Regions from separate parts of the Bicyclus anynana genome. Here region 1 is linked to region 2. A link is a contact called in public Hi-C data. All regions are on one chromosome and are shown on one strand. Each heading gives the region's core, a stretch centred on a gene start, on an enhancer-like site or on the middle of the called end of the contact. The rest is flanking DNA. Distances are from core to core; before and after follow the strand shown.

Region 1 (5,913 bases), core at 200-2,699, 38 kb after region 2:
ACTAATAAATGAATAAAACACCAAGTATTTTACTCATACATGCTTCTCTGAAGCACATTCATTTTGTATTAACTAGTTCACAAATGAATTAATATAATTAGAAGTAACACATTTATTTATAGTTTATTTTTACAAGCGATTACACTAAATGGACAGTGAAAATGTAGCAGACTTGACGGCACACTTGATCGTGTGTGACTTGCATAAAGCTACCTAACGTTATTTATGTGACGAGAATGTGGTCTTTACTCACCAAGTCTTTTCGCCGTTCTAACCCTATTCCTTAGGGTGCTTAAAAATCATTTAGTTAATGTGGCTTTTTTCACCTAAAGCATTATAAATTTATATAAATACTTAGTAATTATGTTTGTGACAGTTCATCCGATAATACCTGTTTGCAATATAGAAGAAGAGTACAAAAAGTGAAAATAAAGCTTCGCACTAACAATCAGCGCATACAGACGCACAAAGAGAACAACATGTAGTGACAGCAATTAGCGGCGCGCTGTGCCGACTGCGGGACAATGCTCGCACCTCGGCCGCGGCGTGCCACGTGGGAATCGATACGGCGCGTCGCACGTAAGGGAGCCCGTCGACGACCAAACTTTTCGACAAACGTGTGTGATCATGTGAAGCCTCTGTAAAACATTGCTTAATGAAAAAGTCAAGTTTGTCTATCAAAAATTACTTAATTGACAAGCAAGTTTTTCAAATATGTTTAATCGTTAAGGTGCTGCCTAACACTACATGACTAGTAGTAGTAGTAGTGACTCCACGGAAGGTTTGATATCTTCAATCATTGAAGGAACGTATTCTGAGTTATTCGTATGTGGATAAGCATCATCATGAGGTTGAAAAGCACATCACATGCTGATGTGCTTTTCAATCTCAGGCATACATTTGGAGTCTCAAGCATTTATATCCTCTGTATAATGGGATCATACTCGTAGGAATGCTGTAGGCCAACTTCTGTTTATTGTCCTTGTTTAGTGAATTTTAAGTAGGGTTAGTTTGCAGCGCTTTTTTGAAGCTTCAGATGCTTTCAGGTGCTAAATTTACATAAATTTGTCTGTCTCTGTCACTTAATATTTGTACACATTCGGCTGAATGGAGCGCTGTCTCAGCAAAGAGCTGCTGCAGCTGAGTAACTGTAGCGCTGATTTTGCAGGCATGACCTCAGGATGAGCTCACGGACCAATCGCGAATGCGTTTGCGGTTAAAATAATAATGATTGAAAAATAAAATGATATACGTATCTATCCTATCTTCTTGTGTTTCAATTAGTATACCGTGCCGTGTTATAGTATGCAATGCTAGCCGTGCTGTACGTGTGTTGGTCGCGATGTGCATGACATGCCGGCATGTGGGTGGGCAGCATTACACAGAGCTAACGTAGCGGTCCCCTCAGCTGCTGGACACGTGCACGGCGGAGTGCCTGTTCAGCGCGGAGTACCACGCGGGCGCGCTGGCGCTGCGGGACGGCGCGGGCGCGTACCTGGCGCCCATCGGCTCCAAGGCGGTGCTGAAGACGCGCTCCACGGCCGTGACGCGCGACGAGCTGTTCTCGCTGGAGGACAGCCTGCCGCAGGCCGCCTTCGTCGCCGCGCTCAACGAGAAGTACGTCTCCGTCAAACAAGGTCAGTGCACCCCTCGAGCGACAGTTCAACTAATACTTCTTTACGCTTCACTTGAGGAATAAGCTCGTAAAGTTAAGAAATTGTAATCGGGCGAGGCGAACGGACGTTGAGAGGGAAAGGTAAAAAAGTTTTACATCAGTCATGTGTAAAGCATACTTGTTTTTTTATACAAGATAGGTATGATGATCTTACCTGATGGTAAGCGTAGATATAGTCTAAGACACGCTTGCTTAGAAGATGTCTATTCACTTTTAGTTTAAAGATATCCAAGTTACAAGGAAATACAGATATAGAGAGTATTCTAAACCATAGCCGTGCGTATATGAGATAAGAAGACACAAAACGTTTCGTACGTGTCCTAGGGACTTCAACAGCATAGGGATGAAACCCCATTCGGTGTCTTGCGGCGCGATGGTAGAAATGGCAAGGAATGGGGGAGCTTCAGTATGCACAGTTTTTTTTACCTCATATGAAATTAAAATGTATGTAAGTATGTGAAATTATAAATACGTACAAAACTACATAAATTCGTGGTTCGATATGTACTTCGTAACAAAATAGACGCGTACAATACTGAGAATAGAGCACTAACAACAGCTAGACTAATAAAGTGCAATCAAGCCGAACGTTCCTCGAACTGATTACAATAACCGTACCCACAACATCTGCGGCCGGAATGAGCTGATTGCTGCTCCGGCATATACAGCCGACGGACAGGAATAAGAGATCATTGTTCTTTGAGATTTGCTACCTGAGCTGTAAAGGATTCGCGCAGTGCAGCGACTTTTCGTTTTTGCAAAATGACATGTTATTTCCCACTATAACTTTATAGTGATGCCACTTGATGTTAATTGAGTATTAAGGTCGTAGCTCATTAGAACCACCCGGGACCCGACCCGCACACTCGTAGTCGACAGATGACCACGGGTGGACGCCGCGTTGTCACCAGTGAACCTCGCGTGGTCAAGGAATTTCCGAGTAGTAGTTGCCAACAGCGAGCTATCATAGAGAGGTCCACTCGCAGTCCGCGCGTGGACACCTTGCGAGCAAGCGAGGCGATCCGGTGATGGTATGGAGTTGATGTAGTTAGCATGCCCATACAAATCCATACGAAGAATACTAACCACTAAAGGCGAGGTAATGCGGGTCTGATCCTGTGTTGCTCTAATAAGCTACGACTTTTAATATCTTTTGTTGATATAATCATGTATGCATAGATTTATAACACATAGATAGTGATTAGTGCCAGGATTCGTAAGCTATATTATGTGCCCCGAAATGGGAGCCCTTGACGCATCTTTACACTACGATAAGTACACTTGTGTGCATATCGGCGAGGGTAATTAGCTTAGCTCTTACACTTAGATGGCCACAGAAGTGGCTTACGTTTGGAGTGAAAAATTGTTACGTGTTGCTAGTCTATAGGTTATTAGTCTTAGCTTGTATGTAATAATGATGTGAGAAACATTCGCTTCTATCTTTCGTCAAGTTATCATATACTTTTTGCAACACTCCAACCATCTCTTCTTTGCCCTTACTCCCTTCTTGTGTCCTTCCATTAAGAATCGTACCTACCCCGAGATACATAAGTACCCTGCAGATCAAAGTGCATTACTAAGTCAAGACACTTGTTTGACCACGACACAATCGTAACAGAGTAAAAATAAAAAAATAGCAGACCAATCTCTTTAACTATAAACCAAGTAAAGTAACAAGAAAATAAACAAAATGTACAAAAACAAGACGGATAGCGTGGCTTTAATGCTCCCTTAATAATAGGTCTCAGTAACAATAGCAGCTGCGTGCAGTTAGAACTGAGCTATCTGTAGACTGCCAGACAGGAAGCCTGCCTGCCTGCCTGCGGTCAGATAAGGCTGCTGGTACACGCTCGGATTGTATTACCTTTCTGTTATCATCTATTGTTTTGTAGAAAATTGTCTACTTAATCAATCACAAGGATTGCCTGTTTTGTGATTGGATATAAAAGGTACCGTATCAGTTTGAGTAAGGCTTGTAAAAGTCTGAAATGTAGTAAAAATAAATAATTTTATCTCAAATTTGACTGATATTTTAGTGTATCCGTGGAAATAGACAATCTTTTTGCTTTCATATATTTGAAAAACAGTTCAATTTATTATAAAATTTGCTAGAAAAATTGTTGTGAAGTTTGTGACAGGATAAGTCTGTCGACTGTAACGAGTACATATTATTGCGTAAACAACACAATGTACCATTTCTGATGTCTACACTTAACTTTTGTTGGCGTATTAGCATGCCAGTGTTTATATGGAGGTTCCCAGGCATGAGGCAGCATGGGAACAGCGGCTCATGCGACGTCACGCGCCCGCCTGCTCGAGTGCGGTCGCGACCCGCGAACGAGCTTATAACATACACCGTATAGCGTCACGTACAACACAGCACACAAAACATACTAGACCGTACGTGCTCATACGTGTAGGAAAATAGATAAATAAAACTATATGTTTGCGGCAGTATTTTTAAATGTATATATGTATGTATTTTGTATGTACTATATTTTACATATTAATTCGTTAAAATAACGTAATCAATTTAAATTAAACTTAAAATTTAATTCAATGTTTTTATACTTTACTTGGATCATATTTTTGATCTATATTGCTAATTTTTTGTTGCAACCAAGGAGAAAACATCTAAAAATACGATAGCTGAATAAGAATTGAAAAAATTGGAAACCCATACTCAACTATATACCTTTAGATAGATAGATTAGGTAATAAATATTGTAAAATTTCGTTTCTAATCACACGATTACGTTTTAATTTTTTTATATAATTACCTGACTGCAGGAAGGATTATGTTTATTTTACGTTTTTTTTCTAAATTCCGACTCTTGACTCACAATTACGAGTAGTATAGTTACAGTTCAGTAGTATAAACTAATAATAATTAGATATTACGTGTGTTATTCTATATTTTGCATATTATAAAACTGCAGAGTTTGTTTGACCGCGCTAATCTCAGAAACTACTGCTTCAATGGGAAACTCATTAAGAAAAGCTCACGATCCCAAGCCACTATCCACCACACACCAACGAGACAGCTAACAATATGTTATCGATAGTGTACATCGTCGCTGCACGCGAGATCTCCGGACGGATTGCTGACAATACGTCAAACAATTTCCAAATTCCGCCGTCGGCTGTCGGCGCAGGAATTCCCGCAGAATGCGGCAAAAAACCGACCATTGTGCGGCTGCGGCCGGCGCGCGGCTTTCTAGCGTTTCTCTGCCTCGCTGCGCTCACTGACGCGTCGATACTCGATCAATCCAATATAAGCTTATAATTTAATCCAATAACAAAACTAGAGTAAATTCCGCGTGAAATTCACTTTTTATTGGGATAAAAAGAAGCTTATTTGTTGTCTCAATGTATAATCTAATTCCATTCCAAATCGCAGCCGAGTTTAGAAGATTTCGCGTAAAAGTGTAACCAACATCCATACAAACATGAGATGCTAAGTATGAACAGACCGTACGATTTAAATAAAGGAAGCATTTCTTTTCTTTTTAGTGACCATGTCCATCTTAAACGTCTATCAATTATGTAAAATCTCTTAAATTACTGATCATCTCCTGAACACGCAAATTCGTATACTCAATTACGACTCATCAAGCGTCTCCTTAATTAGTAGATAAATCTCTGTAATAAACCGAAGAATAAGCCACAGTTGTAGTAGTAGGGGATTAAACTACTTATAGTTGTTATTGTTAATTTCAATGATGTTAATTGATTAATTTATTGTTGTTATTGAGTCGACACATCAGCCCGCGACGTGTGAACAAGTCGCTGTAATTCAGCTAATTAATAAAAGATTAAGCCAATCCGAGTGTCGTGTTGTTTTCTCCTATTGAGATGTTATGTTTTTTGTGTGTAAATGTATTCCACGACACAACACTTAGCGCTGTTTATTGATGACTTTAACAAAGATATGAAATACGTATTCATTATTTTTAACTGACTTCTAAAAATGATGAGGTCAAGTACCTAATGTATGTTCACCGATTACAGGAAGACACCTGAACTGATTTGGATAGTTGTTTTTTGTTAGGTGAATGTAAAAAAGGCGTACCTAAATGCCGATGTACATATTAGCAAACGTCCGCGGTTTTTCCGCGTAGTTCTCATTCCAGTGGGGACATGGGGATAGCATAGCTTTCCATTGGTGGGCGACTTTTAGGCGTTAGGCGTAACAAATAAACTTTTCATCGCATTCGTAATATTAAAATTAGTAACGA
Region 2 (6,116 bases), core at 2,936-5,435:
CCTTATATTTTAGAATATTATACCCAAACTCACAGTCAATTGTAATTAATTGCAATAACATTAAATACTGGCAGATTTTCCAATATCTCTTTATGATTTGGAGTAGGTATTATGGCAAACTTAGAAACTCGCAGTTAATCCGTATGCCCACCATTATCCTTGAAGACTCGCAGTCAACCCGGATACCTCCTTAATATCAGTTAACAAATATTCCATCCGTTATCCTTGAAAACTCGCAGTCAACCCGGATACATCGGATATTTTGGAATATTATGAAAAAAGTGAAATATTATGATTAATTCGTTAATCTACAATTATTTCCTGCAATGAAACACTTCACTATATTTTTATTCACTGGGACTGAAATATCATCGACAAACACTTCACTAACTTTCTTTGTCGGACTATAAAAAATCTAACGAAGATATTTTCTCTTCCGATATTTTTCGAATCTTCACTGATCACTGATTTTACACTTTACCTTTGAAGGCATATGAAAATAAACTATATTAACGAAAAAAACTTCTTTCTTTCTTTTTTTTTTTTTTTTGTAAGAGACGCGTGCGATAGTTACCGCGCACAAAAAAGGAATGAGAGATATCCAAGATGGAGGTCTGAGGTGGCATTACGAGTAATAAGAAGTACTTTTTTGACTTCCTATTTTAATTTTCTTTAAAAATAGTGCGCATAGTTACCAACCAAATAAGGACACTACCTTTGTTTAATTATCATATATGAACAAGGATGCAAGGAAATATAATCGAGTTTTATCACGTTATCCAGCCGATATCTGCCATTTTCTTACACTTAACAAAATATTCGGATAAATATCGGAAAATTATTCTCTTTCAAGCCATTTATTATCCGTTTAACATTAATTGCTTTAGTATTGGATTATCTTGTTCATTATTGACGCGGAGATTATTGTTAGCTCACGCACGTGTAAGTAATTACAAAAATAATTTTAACATTTCAAGAGTTTGTAATATTGATAATATTTTCATTGTATGTAACTATATGTAGATGCGGGCGACTTGTTAATTTAATATAATAAGTATTAAATCACGAAGTATTAACCTAATGAAGCTTAAAAACTAAGTAAGATAAGTCCATACACCGACTGACATGGAAATGTCTCAGTTAAATTTTTCATAGTGAATACTTGCTAAAGATTTAAAAATCAATAAAAATGTTAAATATAAATTGCCTTTTTTAACTAAATAATAAGTAAACTTTCTGTTCAGTTACAGTGAAGATGCAGGCAGGTTTAACATCGTCTTTACCATAATAACCGTAAAGTTATAATATTCAAATAAAGCGTCCAGCTTTCTTCCTCATTACAAATTCAAATTTCCGAACGTGCAACAATAAAATGAGTTAATTAAATTTTCTCTACATAAAATCAACAGGCGGGAGAAACGCCGAGATGCTGAGATATGTAACACGTAATTAAATGTGACGGGCTGCGGCACTGCTCGGCTGCTAAACCAACGGCTTTCGCTTCACGCTCTTTTTCATTGGGATAATTAAACTGCGCTAAGACTAATGCTTTACTGTTAGCCGTTTACTGAGCTGATTTCGGTTGAACTGTTTACTGTACTTCGTACAAACTGTCCCGGCCTTCGCAGGGTCACAAGCCCTGCATTGCAATGTGTTTGTAGTTTATGGCATTCCAGCCTTGGAATCGCCAAAAACGTGAAAAATATGATTTATGGTTGTTGGTTATCATTATGATCAGCCGATGAACGTCTACTGCTAGACATTATAGCCGTACTGAAAAGACTTCCAAATACCAGTCTTCGGCCGCCTGTAGGTATATCTAGCGATTCTCTGCAACCTGTCTTGTCGATCAACCTGGTATGGATCGACTACATTGCGTTTTCCTCTGTTATTTATTTCTTGCTGCGTGGTAGTACGCTGCTCCCAGTGTAGGCTAGCAAGGGCTAGAACCGGCAAAATGCCACAGACCTACGGTTTACGGACTTTCAGCACGTCCGACCGGAGTTCCTGGGAAAATTTCTGGGGCCTCCCCCAATAAATTCGCCACGGGCCTCAAGATAAATATATGGCTGCTCAAACGTTGTTTGAAACAATGTGAAAATACATACTTACCTAGGTATCAGTTTCTGATATTATAGCTTGCAACTGAAACTATCGAAGTAGAGCGTGATTGGCGACTTTAATAGGTCCCAGCCAGTTCAACCCAGATGATTCACGTGCCATCATTTTTCATTCGTCATTTCATCATCACCATCACCAATCCGTCTGGCAATCCGCGTTGAGCCAGCGTGGTGGGCTATTGGCCTAACCCCTCTCATTCTGAGCGGAGACTCGAGCTCAGCAGTGAGCCGAATATGGGTCGATAATGAACGATGAGGGCATCACCCACTTTCAATGCGAAAAACAAGCATGTTGCTCTTTATCTGGTAACGGTTCTCTCGACACAACATTGTATGCGGAGCGTAGTATCGCAGTATCTTTCCGCTGTCTTCGTTCCATTGTCTGCAGCCCGACACAGGCTCACACGTGTCTGCTAGAGCCATGCGTGGCGTGCCAATTCGTACAGTGTCAACTAAGCTCTTGTATGGAAAAGGAACCCCATTAGTATCTAACCGATTAAGCAAAAACCATTCTGCATCACATCCAAGGATTCTACATTATATTTCACAAAAAAAAAATACTTCTCGACAACAAGCATTGATAAAAAATAAGTCTCTCTGTCTATGATATGTCATGTTTCAGTTCAGTCTTAATTTGGAAATAGAAGCTTGACCGCTAGCAGTACCTAAATGTAAAAAAATGCGTTAATTATTACTTTACTCTGCCGACAAAGCCGTGCCGCCAAGCAATCAACCATCATGGATTAAAAACGTTAAGTTCTAACTAATATCTATAATATTTTACTGTCCGACATACGAGATGAGCTGCTCGCAGGCAATGAGGCGCAGACGCGCACGTTACCATAACATAACTGTTCCCAGCGCAGAGTAAAAACAATCAATTGACTTTCATATCACTCAACTGTATTATGATTATGAATACGTTAGCTGCTCAGTAAAACTTACTTCAACACTGCGCTTATCTATCTAATAGCGGACGCCCGCAACTTCATCCGCCCTTAGACCTTCTTAATTCGGTCCTCCCGCAAAATCCGTACTTAGTGAACGTCAACTACCTACGAACTACCTCCCTATCAAATTTCAACTATGTGCGTCAAGCGGTTTTTGAAATATCGTTATTTCTCTCTCCGTCTATCTGACCGTATTTTATGTTGACCGGGCATCACGCTGAAAGAACTGAATGAATTCAAATGAAACTTGGCACGATTTGAGACCGTAATACCAGAGTAAAGATATACGATGAAGATTAAAGGATAGTTTTTCGCGAAAATTAAATCAAAAGTTGAAACAGGGGTTGAATTTTTCTAATATAAATCCACTATAAATCGTTTATATTTTGAGTTATAGTTTTGTAAATTGATTATTGGACTCTTTATTATTTATAAAACATGCAAAAATATAAATAGAAGGGGTGAAATAGGGGTCGAAAGTACATCGATTTCCATGTGGACGAACTCGGATTCCAAATTTCGACTTAATGTACACGTAGCGCAAATGTTTATCTATAAATAATTATTTAATACTGAATAGTGTACATTTGCAAATCCAAATTGTAAACATGACGATTCGAAGGTAGTTGTGAAACTATCGTGGTAGGGGTCTTTCCAGATCCCTCTTGGTGCCTAACTCATAGAAGCCCAAGTTGCTACAAGATAATATTCAATCGTATTATTTTGAATAATAATTAACCAAATAGAGCATGTTGGATAAACACATAAACCTATGAAACAATGCTCCTAGTCAAGACCTATAGGTAAAAATAAAACTTTCAACGCTTTTCCATAAACTACTCATAACTAACTTAGCTAGTTAAATATAGGTAGTAACATTAAGTTTATGGAATATTGTGGAATGTCATAACAATCAAAATGAATACTAACAAAATGCAGAAGAAAAGTGTAACTTTTGAATGAAGTTCAAACTTTCACGTGCAATACGTCCGCGGAACATTATTTGCCTATTGGTGGCGATCGAGCGCATTTGATCTCTATTGGTGCACCGTCTAACGGTTCCTGCGGCTACGTTCACTCGCGTCATCCTCAAACGCTCGGTCAGCGCCAAGTTCATTCCGCTCAGTCCGCCGCGGAACGTCGTGGGGGTTACATCGTTGATTTGTTAGAAAATTGCAATTTGAAATTGCACCGGTCACTATTCATATACTGATTTGAACTATTAAAAGGTTAATATAGACGTTATAAATAACAAAACCAGACTCGAGGTGTCAAGTTAATTGATGTTTGTGTTATTATTAAAGTTAAAAGACTTTTTGTAAAGTGCAAGTGGTTTTTTTCGCGATCTACGCGGCTGCACTTCTTTGGTTGTGTGTTCGGTCAAGAGTAAAGGTGAGTTTTTATGTAGTTTTCACGGTTGGTGGTTGTTTTTATGGCGTGGCTGGTGGCGGGTGGTTGCCCCGGCGCGCGACGGCAGGGGAGCCAGGATCGATTGTCCCGGGCCGGCGAGTCGAAGCGACATCCGACATACCTACAACGTCTCACCCTCGCGCATTGTCTATACCTACCTACGTATTCCCATTTGCATTAAATATTTTCCGTTTAAAGTAATTTTGAACAACTTTATAAATCTTATCAAATTAGTCAAATAAAAACTAAATTCAAAGGATAGCTGGTATACAGACTAGACAGGTCAGTCACATCAAGCAATATGATTCTACCTACAAAAATACGAGGAAAACATTCCATGTTTACCACTAATAGGCATTTAAATTATTTATAGAGCATGATTTATTATAAATAAGGTAAATAAATAGACATTATTGAGGTCAATACTTCGGAATCTTCATAACATAATAATGATAGAAATTGCAAAATGTTAGAAACTGGTTTATAAAGCTTTAAATAAACTAAACTTAACACCAAAGACTTCTATCGATTATCGAATATAAAATATGGGATCAATTCGCCGGCCACAGACGGTCAGGTATACTGCAGTGCTCATATAGGAATGTGGCTGTGTAAAAAACACTGAAACCCCACCAATAATCACTTTTGGATATTTTTATCACTGCCCACTTTCCTACGCGCGCTGTAGACAGGGCTGTTATATTATGTACTTGACCGTCTGTGGCCGGCGTTAGAAGGTTGTAAGAAATTATTAAACCTATCTTTAATTTTGCGGATGTTATGACCTACAATTAATAGATACATCGAGAAAAGAAGTTATATAGATAGGTAAATATTTTTTAAAGAAAATATAGCTATTATAGCATATACTACAGCCCTACTCGATGTGCTATGTTTAGAAACAAACAAATTATCGTCATGATGTCAAGCACATCTCGACCAACACACTATCAGTTTTATCGGCTGTGAGGCCGTTAGCGCTGCAGGTATGTGAGTTTACTTGATCGTTAGCGGATGACTTTAGCCTATTACTAACAAGCGTTTTATATAATTTAGAATTAATAATAATTTACGTAGATACGTAACTACCTAAACTACCTACCTCACCGACCACCATTCACCTACCTTCTGAGAAAAACGTCATCCCTGAGTATTCTGTAGTAGACTTGACTAGAGTAGTAAAGTTGATCGTGTGTGGCTGGCGTTCTTAGGTAACGCATTATTTTCAGTTTATCTTGCAGGCTCGAAGAGATGTTATACCTACCTATGTAAAAGATAAGCAGGGTTCCCAACTTAGGGGTTTTCCCCCCAGATTTAGGGGGCAAATAAGTGAAATGGGATTTTTTTAGGGGTCTGAAATTTTTAGGGGTATTTTCAGGGATTTTTTGACTCTTTAATATTTTTAAATTGATGATAATTTCAATATTTCTTTCTTGACCTAGCGACTTATAACGATATATAATACGTTTTTCTACAACCACTCTGAGGCAACCGGCGGCAATTTTCATCGAATAAAAAAAATTGTAAAATTATTATATTTATAAAATTGATTTCAAAAAATCTGAATCTTCAGATAAAGACGTAATATTTTGTCTGATTAAATATAGACTTTTGAAACATATTACAGCATATTTTT

Evidence for each region. Hi-C and Micro-C count contacts between places; a contact is called where the count stands out from the background.
Region 1: a Hi-C map of whole body shows a contact between it and region 2, with 2.9 times the contacts expected there. The contact joins the enhancer-like site here to the promoter of LOC112051465 in region 2. A contact is called at or near these places in 2 of 2 Hi-C or Micro-C datasets (whole body and whole larva).

The regions. Positions count from the first base shown.
Region 1 is chr11:314,637-320,549 of ilBicAnyn1.1, forward strand. It overlaps LOC112051465 (protein singed), which reads left to right. Exons shown (of 9, transcript XM_052884393.1): 5 at 1,409-1,637. Among protein-coding and RNA genes, the nearest start is that of LOC112051465, 39 kb to the left of the region's middle. Within about 2 kb of position 1,450, at least 7 of the 8 cell types and tissues checked have open chromatin away from gene starts, as enhancers often do.
Region 2 is chr11:274,261-280,376 of ilBicAnyn1.1, forward strand. LOC112051465 (protein singed) reads left to right here and starts at 4,186. Exons shown (of 9, transcript XM_052884393.1): 1 at 4,186-4,462.